2 separate regions of the Mus musculus genome follow, and region 2 is linked to region 1. Evidence: chromatin contacts called from public HiCAR-type data. All regions are on one chromosome and are shown on one strand. Each heading gives the region's core, a stretch centred on a gene start, on an enhancer-like site or on the middle of the called end of the contact. The rest is flanking DNA. Distances are from core to core; before and after follow the strand shown. Region 1 has its middle 10 kb from the start of Gm5420. Region 2 overlaps Sgk1 (serum/glucocorticoid regulated kinase 1).

Region 1 (3,835 bases), core at 801-3,300:
ACAGCCCCAGGAGTCACCAGAGAGGCGTCGTCTTCCCCTGGTCCATCCCTGAGCCACAGTGTTGAAGGACTCAATTGTTTAGTTTATTTTCTTTTTATTGCACCTTCTAGGCACCAGACTCACTGGAGACATCCTGACACATAATGCCTTATCCAGCACAATGAGATGCCCTTTACCTAGTCTTATGAAGGTACTGCCTTCCCTCCAGAACAAACAACGGAAATGCATCAGGAGGGCTCAGCTGCAGACAGAATGCACCTCGAAGCAGGAGCCACTTGGGGATTCCTCGGATGAAAGCAGATTTCAATGAACATTGTGTTTCAAAGCTTGCTTCCTCTCACCCTGCAAGGACCACAGAAGGAACATCCCACTTGCGGCTGCTGACACAAAGGAATGCTGGGACTGGGAGATTTTATCCGACCTTCCTGTGCCGCAGTAACAGAGCTCCGGTTGTGTCTTATAAGAATGGCTCATTGTTTCTTGGGGACTACTGGCTCCTTTGGGTGGGATCTGATGGCATCTCTGGAGTTGGAGGTGGTAGGTGGTACCGGGAGACCAGCCAGCTACAGGCCCCACCTTGTCGGCTCCCTGGAAGCCACTTGGCATGGCTTTCCAGTGGTGGATGCTACATCACTTAAAATTTAAACACGATCTGTTTGCTTACTAGTGTCTTCAGCTATACAAGCCAGGGAAATAGAAGTGATATCCAGGGTAAATTTGTTGGCAGAAAGTGTTTTGTTTTGTTTTTTTTCTACCGCCCCTCCAGCTGTTTGATTATTGACAAAACTGAGAAGCCTCAGAAAGTGTTTTGAAAATAGAAATGTAAGGATTGAAATCCGTATCTGGAGGGTTTAGATGCCTATTTGTGAGTATTTTTAGCTTGCATGACATAACCTCAAAAATGCATATTTGTCCAGTGAGGATGAACTCCCAGTTTTAAACCACCACAATTATAATGAAGAATATAAATTGATAACATTGGGCTAGTTAAAGTGGGCCAATCTTAGATACCGTCTCCTTTTTCTCAGAAAGTTTTTGGTTGTCTATCAGTAAAGAAACCATGATGGTTACGTGGCTGGCTACGTGGAGGACAGGATTTATTCTCTTCCTTTTCTTCTCCCTGTTCCTCGAGGCCTGCCGACACTTGTGATACATGAGAATCCTAGCATTGTCAGTAACAGCACATGGTAAGGAGTAAGGGTAACAACCATGACTTCTCCACAAAAGGAAAGGTCACTTGTCTGCCTGTAACTTTGTCCAGGTTTACAGGATAACAATATCACCAAACACCTTCTTTGTTCTGAACATCCTTACTGAAATTTCCACATATTGACATTAGCTATGAATATATTTATCTCCCCTTAGTGAGCTATGGGCAATTCAAGAAGGAGAATCCTATTTCCATTCATCTTTCTATTTCCAGTGTCTAGAAAATATCATATCCCTAATGATTGGCTGGGTGGTTGGATGCCTGTGCTATAGCATCTAACATAGTAACCAGTGGGGATTCATGTATCTAGTGACTGGGTGGGTGGTTGAATGTCTGTGTTATATCGTCTAACATAGTAACCAGAAGGAATTTGACTCAGGCTCTCTATGTCCTCCTTGGCATAACTGCACATGTAAATCAGTGATGCTTGTATTGGTCTACCCTTAGATGCACAGAATCCAGAGATTTTTCAATATCACATTGTTTTGCTCCTTTGGTTACAGCTGAGATGAGGTACAATGAGAATCGCATATATAGTCACGTATCTAGGAAATATGCCACAGCTCTCTGTTAAAACTCTAGATCTTTGATTGGCAATCAAATGCTCCTTGCATTATGTTGCCTTCTTTGATTCTCCTTGTTGGAGACCCTGAGGAACAGGGCACCCTGAGGAACAATCTCTCTACTGGCTGATCTGGGCAGTGGGCGATCAATCCAGGCCAGAGAGAAACCAGTGAAAAGACAGGCTTGGGGCTTCAGCATTCACATGCTCGTGCTGTAAAGAAAACTAACAAGAATGCTATTCAGGCTGGAGCCATTCAGTGTCTCCCTCAGATATCCCACTCAGAACTTACTGGCTGAAGGCTGGGTTGCCTAGGTAACCTCTGGAGACAGCCATGCCTAGCTCTACTCCACTGGCGAGGGTTTCTGTTTGATGTGGAAAAATCAGGTCTTCAGAAGCCTTATCCAGAGAAGCATATTCCTGTCTACTTACCAGTGAGGCTGATCTAACGATTGCATCTCCAGATCTTCCTGCTACAAGGAAATGTTCCAAACATATCCCTTCTGATAACCTGGTTGCTTCTTAGAAATCAGTTTACATCAACATTTGAGTTGTACAACCTAAGTAAATACTGTTTATACTATATTGATCAAACTTCAATAAAGCTTTGCTCTATAAAGACTGTATGTCAAGGCTGAAGAGATTGCTTAGTGGGTAAGAACACTAGCAGCTCTTCCAGAGAACCCAGCACCTATATGGTTGCTTACAACTATGTTATTCTAGTCCCAGGGAATCCAATTCCCTCTTCTGGCTCCTGAAGATCTCAAACATAAAATTACTATGCATGCATATATGAATGACAATAATAATTAAAAGTAATGAATTTAGGAAGGAATAAGGTAAAGAGAGTTGAAGGGAAAGAATGTGGTAAGGGTTAGAGGGAAGAAGGAAGGGAAGAAATGATGTAAAAATATATAATTTTAAAATTAAAAATGATCATGTTTAAATAAAGGAAGCAAAAAATGGTAAATATATGTACATGCATTGTATATGTATATGTATGTGTATGTGTATGTGTATGTGTATGTGTATGTGTATGTGTATGTGTATATGTATATAAGTGTGTGTGTGTGTGTGTGTGTGTGTGTGTGTGTGTGTGTATGCATGCCTATCATGTAGGGCCAGGAATTTAACCTTCCAAAATTATGGGGTATAGTGAACCACCTCTGTGAGGCTATTATCTTCACATATGATGTTGGAAATTAAAGTCTATGAGCATATTTTATGTAAAAGAAAAATGAATATAAAGAAGGAAAGATGGACTGGACATCAGATACAGTTGGAACTCATAAAGGCAAACAATTTTTTTTGTCATTTCTTCTTAATGATTTTTATATTGACTATATGGTGTTCTATAGGAGAAGGACCCTACACACACACACACACACACACACACACACACACACACCACACACACACACACACACACTCAGACCTGGCTGGAGAGTTCTATAAGCTTACAGAGGACCATCCAGAGGATGGTAGGTTGTTGCAGGCCTATCTGCTACCTCATGCAAGAAATGGCCAAGCAGTGAAAGGGCAGCATTCAGAGCTCTAAAATAACTGCAGCTTGCTTCTGCCTCCAGCTCTTGCCCAAGATTCACACTTGTGGCCCCACCTACCCAAAATACAAAGGAAAGGGAGTCCTAGGAGACAGAATTCAGCCTAGTCATGTCTGCTCACTAAACAGCCGTACCTTCCAGTCTGAACTCTCCTACCCCTCCTGTGTCACATTCAGTTTCCACGTTAAGGTTGTGCACTGTCCCCTCCCACCATGATGTATCTCCCAAGTACAACCAAAATCACACTTACCTTTCCTCCAGAAGAAACTCTAAGGCTCTTTTTCTTGACTTTGGAAGATGTTACCCTGTTGCCCAGGTGGCATGCACATCCCCTTTGGTACTCTATCCTATACATATTAAGTTACTACTCATCACATGGCAAGGAGATGTGAGAGAAGACATACAAAGGTAACAGATGAGACATTTATACTTGTATAATTACATATACATAGATAACCGTAACAAAATGAAATAGAAAGGCCCATAATTATTACTTATGTC
Region 2 (3,835 bases), core at 972-3,471, 240 kb after region 1:
AATCAATAGCCTAGAGGAAGAAAGAGGTTAAAAATACTGGAAGAGGAATTTCTTGGAGGAGAGGAGAGGAAGTTCTCGAAGCTTGTGGATTACTGGGGGGAGCCGAGGTTGCTGCTCAGAGATTAGCCCAGCGCCTCTCTTCTTCTTCAATCTTATTTTCTAATCCCCCAAACAAACAGCACACTCTGACCCTTACAGATAGTCATCGCAGCGACTTCCTTTTCTCTCTCCTTTTCCTCCTCCACCTTCTCCCCCCTTCCTCTTCTTCATTTCCTCTGCTCAAGACAGGCTAATTCCAAAGAAAGGATCAGTCCTACAATTTTAAGAAATAATAAGAACTTTATCTTCATTTCAAAATCCTCATATTAACGAGTCCCTGAGCTCTGCCTGTCACCGATCAGTGGGTGGTATTTTAGTGGGGTCAGAAGGGGACTTTAAATTACTGAGTTCAAGGCTGAGACTTGTGTGGTGTGTAACACACACAACACACTGATTCTGGGGGTGGGGCTTCCTGTGAGTTCCAACATGGAGGATGGTACAGACATGTCTCCCTCCCTTTCCACTCTCTTCCTCCTGGGCCCTCACCAGCCATCCCCCAGACCAGGCCTGGAGAAATGCAAGGTTAGACCTTGGGAATCTAGAACAGGATGCATGGGAAGGGACTGGGAAATCCCAAAGGCACCGAAAGCTGGGGAATTCCAGAGGCCACTCAGTCTTCTCGGGGTGCCTCTTCAGGACAGGCTATATAAGGGACGAAACTAAATGTGTGTATATCGTACCTCAATAGGGGATCTTAGCAAAGCTTGTGGACATCCATAAACTAACATAATTATCATTTAAAACAACAGAGTGCTTGCTATTTGATTTGTAAGTCCATATTGCTTATGCCTTAAAAGAATCCAAGCAGTGAATCTTATCCTCACAGTCCACAGACATAGAAGAAATAGAAAAAGCAAATCGTGTGGTTTCATATACACAATAAAGATGTTCAGAGGGAAAAAAAAAGTTGTGTGATTGGCAGCTATAGCTGAGGTAAGGAGAATAAGTTCATGTTACTGCATTGTCAGAGTTTTGGAGACTGTGGAATAGCTCTCTGGGCACCAACGTGAGAGGCCATATATTCCCTGTAACCTGTCTGCCATCAGGTACCCAGTCTGCAAGTACTTGGTGGTGGGGGTGGGGGTGGCGGTGTGAGCAGGGTCTTCCTTTTATAATTGCTTGAATGTTTTCACTAGAAAACTGGTTTATATCAGGATTTAAAGGCTTTTTTAAAATGTATTTATTTTTAATTCTTTGCTTTGTTTTGTTGTTGGGGATTGAGGTATTGGATTGGGTTTGTTTTGTTTAATACAAGCTCTTGCTGGGTCGCCCAGGCTGCCCTGGCACTCAGCCAGGGCGTCCTTACACTCCTTCCAATCCTCCTGCCTTAACCTCTGAAGGGCTGGGCTCTCAGGCACTACCCAACTTGGGAGAATTGGAAGTTACAATGGCAGTATATAAGCAGTAGGTTTTCCATGATGAATGGTGCCTCTCTGAAATCACAGTTGCTCTATGTCTGGTTCCCATGGCTTTTGAGAAAGAGGCAACTCTCCCTCCCGAAATCCAGACAGGCTCTGCCGGCTGGGATCACACAGAAGTGCCGACTAGCTATCAATTTTCCGCATCAGTTGATAATATCATTATCAACTAAGCCATCTTATATGAAGAGTAATATCTGTTTACTATTACATAATAGGAAAAAGAACCACAAGTGGAAAATCCCTAAAAGCTGGCCAATCTCCTTAATCGTATCTGGCAGCTCTCCGAGGGGACTGTGGTTTCTGGATAGCTTTTTTTTTTTCTCCCTTCAAATAAATTAATAAAAACCAAGGCAGACTAGATTTAGCAAAGAATTACACTTAGTGTTTTACCTAGGTACTGCCCAGAAATCTAGCTATGGTCTTAAGCTTTGACTCCAGGCTCCCAAGATAGCTGCTTCCGAACTCCGGTTTAATTTGGAACTAGACCCCTCCAGGCTCCCGTCTACGGAACTCTTGCTTTGTTTTAGACGGACATATCCTCCAGTCTGCGTTTGTTTACAATGCTCTTCACAACCATGGCGCAGCCATGAAGAAAAACGAGGCCCAGGTGGCCACACAACCAGGGCTGCTTCTGTATCCGGCCATTCACATCTCGAAGAGTCTTGCAGCTGTCTCCAGCTCAGAGCCATTGTGGCTGGTCTCTGAGGATTCCCAAAGCCACTCACAACCCTCCCTCCACCCAAGCAATTCAGCTCCCGCTGCCCCCAGGAGCGCAAGGGGCGGGCTGTAGCTTGAATTCCCTAGGGGCCTGATGGAGAAGCTCTCAGCTCAGCAGTTTTAAAGGGCACCTTGCCCAGGCTGCAGGGCTGGAGAGGGAGTCTATGACTGTATTCACATCTCACACCCCAGCCACTCTCCAGGGATTTCTGAGGCTAAAGTAAATACCATAAACTCTGTCCTTAATTAAGGCCCCATAGCTACGAAGCTAGCGAAAATCGAAAATCGTCAGCAAGGAACAGGAGAGAACATACTGAAGTCAGAGTGAAGACTAAACCAAGAAAAAGCATGCAGCCGTTTCCATTCCTGCTAGAAAATGTCGCTTTTGTGATGTTTTTCTCTAATACCCCTGAACAAATAGATTACTTCCTTCCCTAGCTACACTCTCTGCAGAGAGGCGACCATATTCTCATTAAGGTCTGGAATGGGTTGATTTGTCAAAAGTCTTGGCGTCCGAGACCCATCCTCACTGTGCCCACAGCAGACTGATTTAAAACAGCAGACACGTCTGCTCTTGGCACATGCGCAAATCGTAGATTTCTCTTAGCTTCAGAGAAAGATGCGCAATGGATTCAAAGAATCAACACTGGGCAGATAGAGGACATACAATTCCCAAATAAATCCGTAACAGCCATCGAGGACACACACTTTCCAAATAAATCCGCAACAGCCATTGTTTTCTTTTGCTTTTCTGGCAGCTGTGGTTGGCTCTCCATCTCAAGCTTCCGTGTTCGCTGCCTGGCTTTCCCCACCCTCCACCCTCCCAAAATGCAGACCTGGGGACTCGCCCACTCATGTGACACCTTGTAGCCACAGTTCCACCTTTACTGCCCAGCACTGGCCTCAGGTTGGTGGAAACAGGGGCCTTCAACCCTGGAAGAACCCTGCTTCATGTCCTGTCTTATATATTAACACCTCAAATTATAATTCAGTGTCTCTTGTGAGACTATGCCGGGGCCTAGCAAACACAGATGTGGATGCTCATAGTCAGCTAATGGATGGATCATAGGGCTCCCAATGGAGGAGCTAGAGAAAGTACCCAAGGAGCTAAAGGGATCTGCAAACTTATAGGTGGAACAACATTATGAACTAACCAGTACCCCGGAGCTCTTGTCTCTAGCTGCATATGTATCAAAAGATGGCCTAGTAGCCCATCACTGGAAAAATAGGCCCATTGGTCATGTAAACTTTATATGCCCCAGTACAGGGGTACGCCAGGGCCAAAAAGTGGGAGTGGGTGGGTAGGGGAGTGGGGGAGGGTATGGGGGACTTTTGGGATAGCATTGGAAATGTAAATGAGGAAAATACCTAATTAAAAAAAATTATAATTCAGTGTTCGTAGCGGCAAGGGGAGATTTACACTTTCACACTCCAAGAATAATTGTAGTCAGACCCTGCGACTTGTGAATAAAATGGAAGACAGATCAGCTCACATCTTGTACCTCATCCCTGCAAAGCTAAATAGACTTGGTAAAAGGGATGGCAAGAAATCCAGAGGAAAAAGATTAACTTCAAATTGAAGTTTGGAAATAAAGCAG

Evidence for each region. HiCAR-type assays count read pairs that join an accessible place to other places.
Region 2: a contact with region 1 is called in a HiCAR-type map of astrocytes, with 2.9 times the contacts expected there. The contact joins two enhancer-like sites. A contact is called at or near these places in 8 of 39 promoter capture datasets (the C10 cell line, the HPC-7 cell line, cranial neural crest and 4 more), 1 of 484 Hi-C or Micro-C datasets (nephron progenitors), 3 of 115 datasets of contacts at active chromatin or transcription factors (astrocytes, cardiomyocytes and pancreatic cancer cells) and 1 of 9 other capture datasets (adipose tissue).

What each region holds. Positions count from the first base shown.
Region 1 is chr10:21,678,926-21,682,760 of GRCm38.p6, forward strand. No RefSeq gene overlaps it. Among named protein-coding and RNA genes, the nearest start is that of Gm5420, 10 kb to the right of the region's middle. Within about 2 kb of position 2,051, at least 46 of the 459 cell types and tissues checked have an H3K27ac peak or open chromatin away from gene starts, as enhancers often do. A contact at or near this core is called in astrocytes and neural stem cells, where this site is marked.
Region 2 is chr10:21,921,465-21,925,299 of GRCm38.p6, forward strand. The region is part of intron 1 of Sgk1 (serum/glucocorticoid regulated kinase 1); the gene reads left to right. Among named protein-coding and RNA genes, the nearest start is that of Gm46215, 41 kb to the left of the region's middle. Within about 2 kb of position 2,222, at least 126 of the 459 cell types and tissues checked have an H3K27ac peak or open chromatin away from gene starts, as enhancers often do. A contact at or near this core is called in astrocytes and neural stem cells, where this site is marked.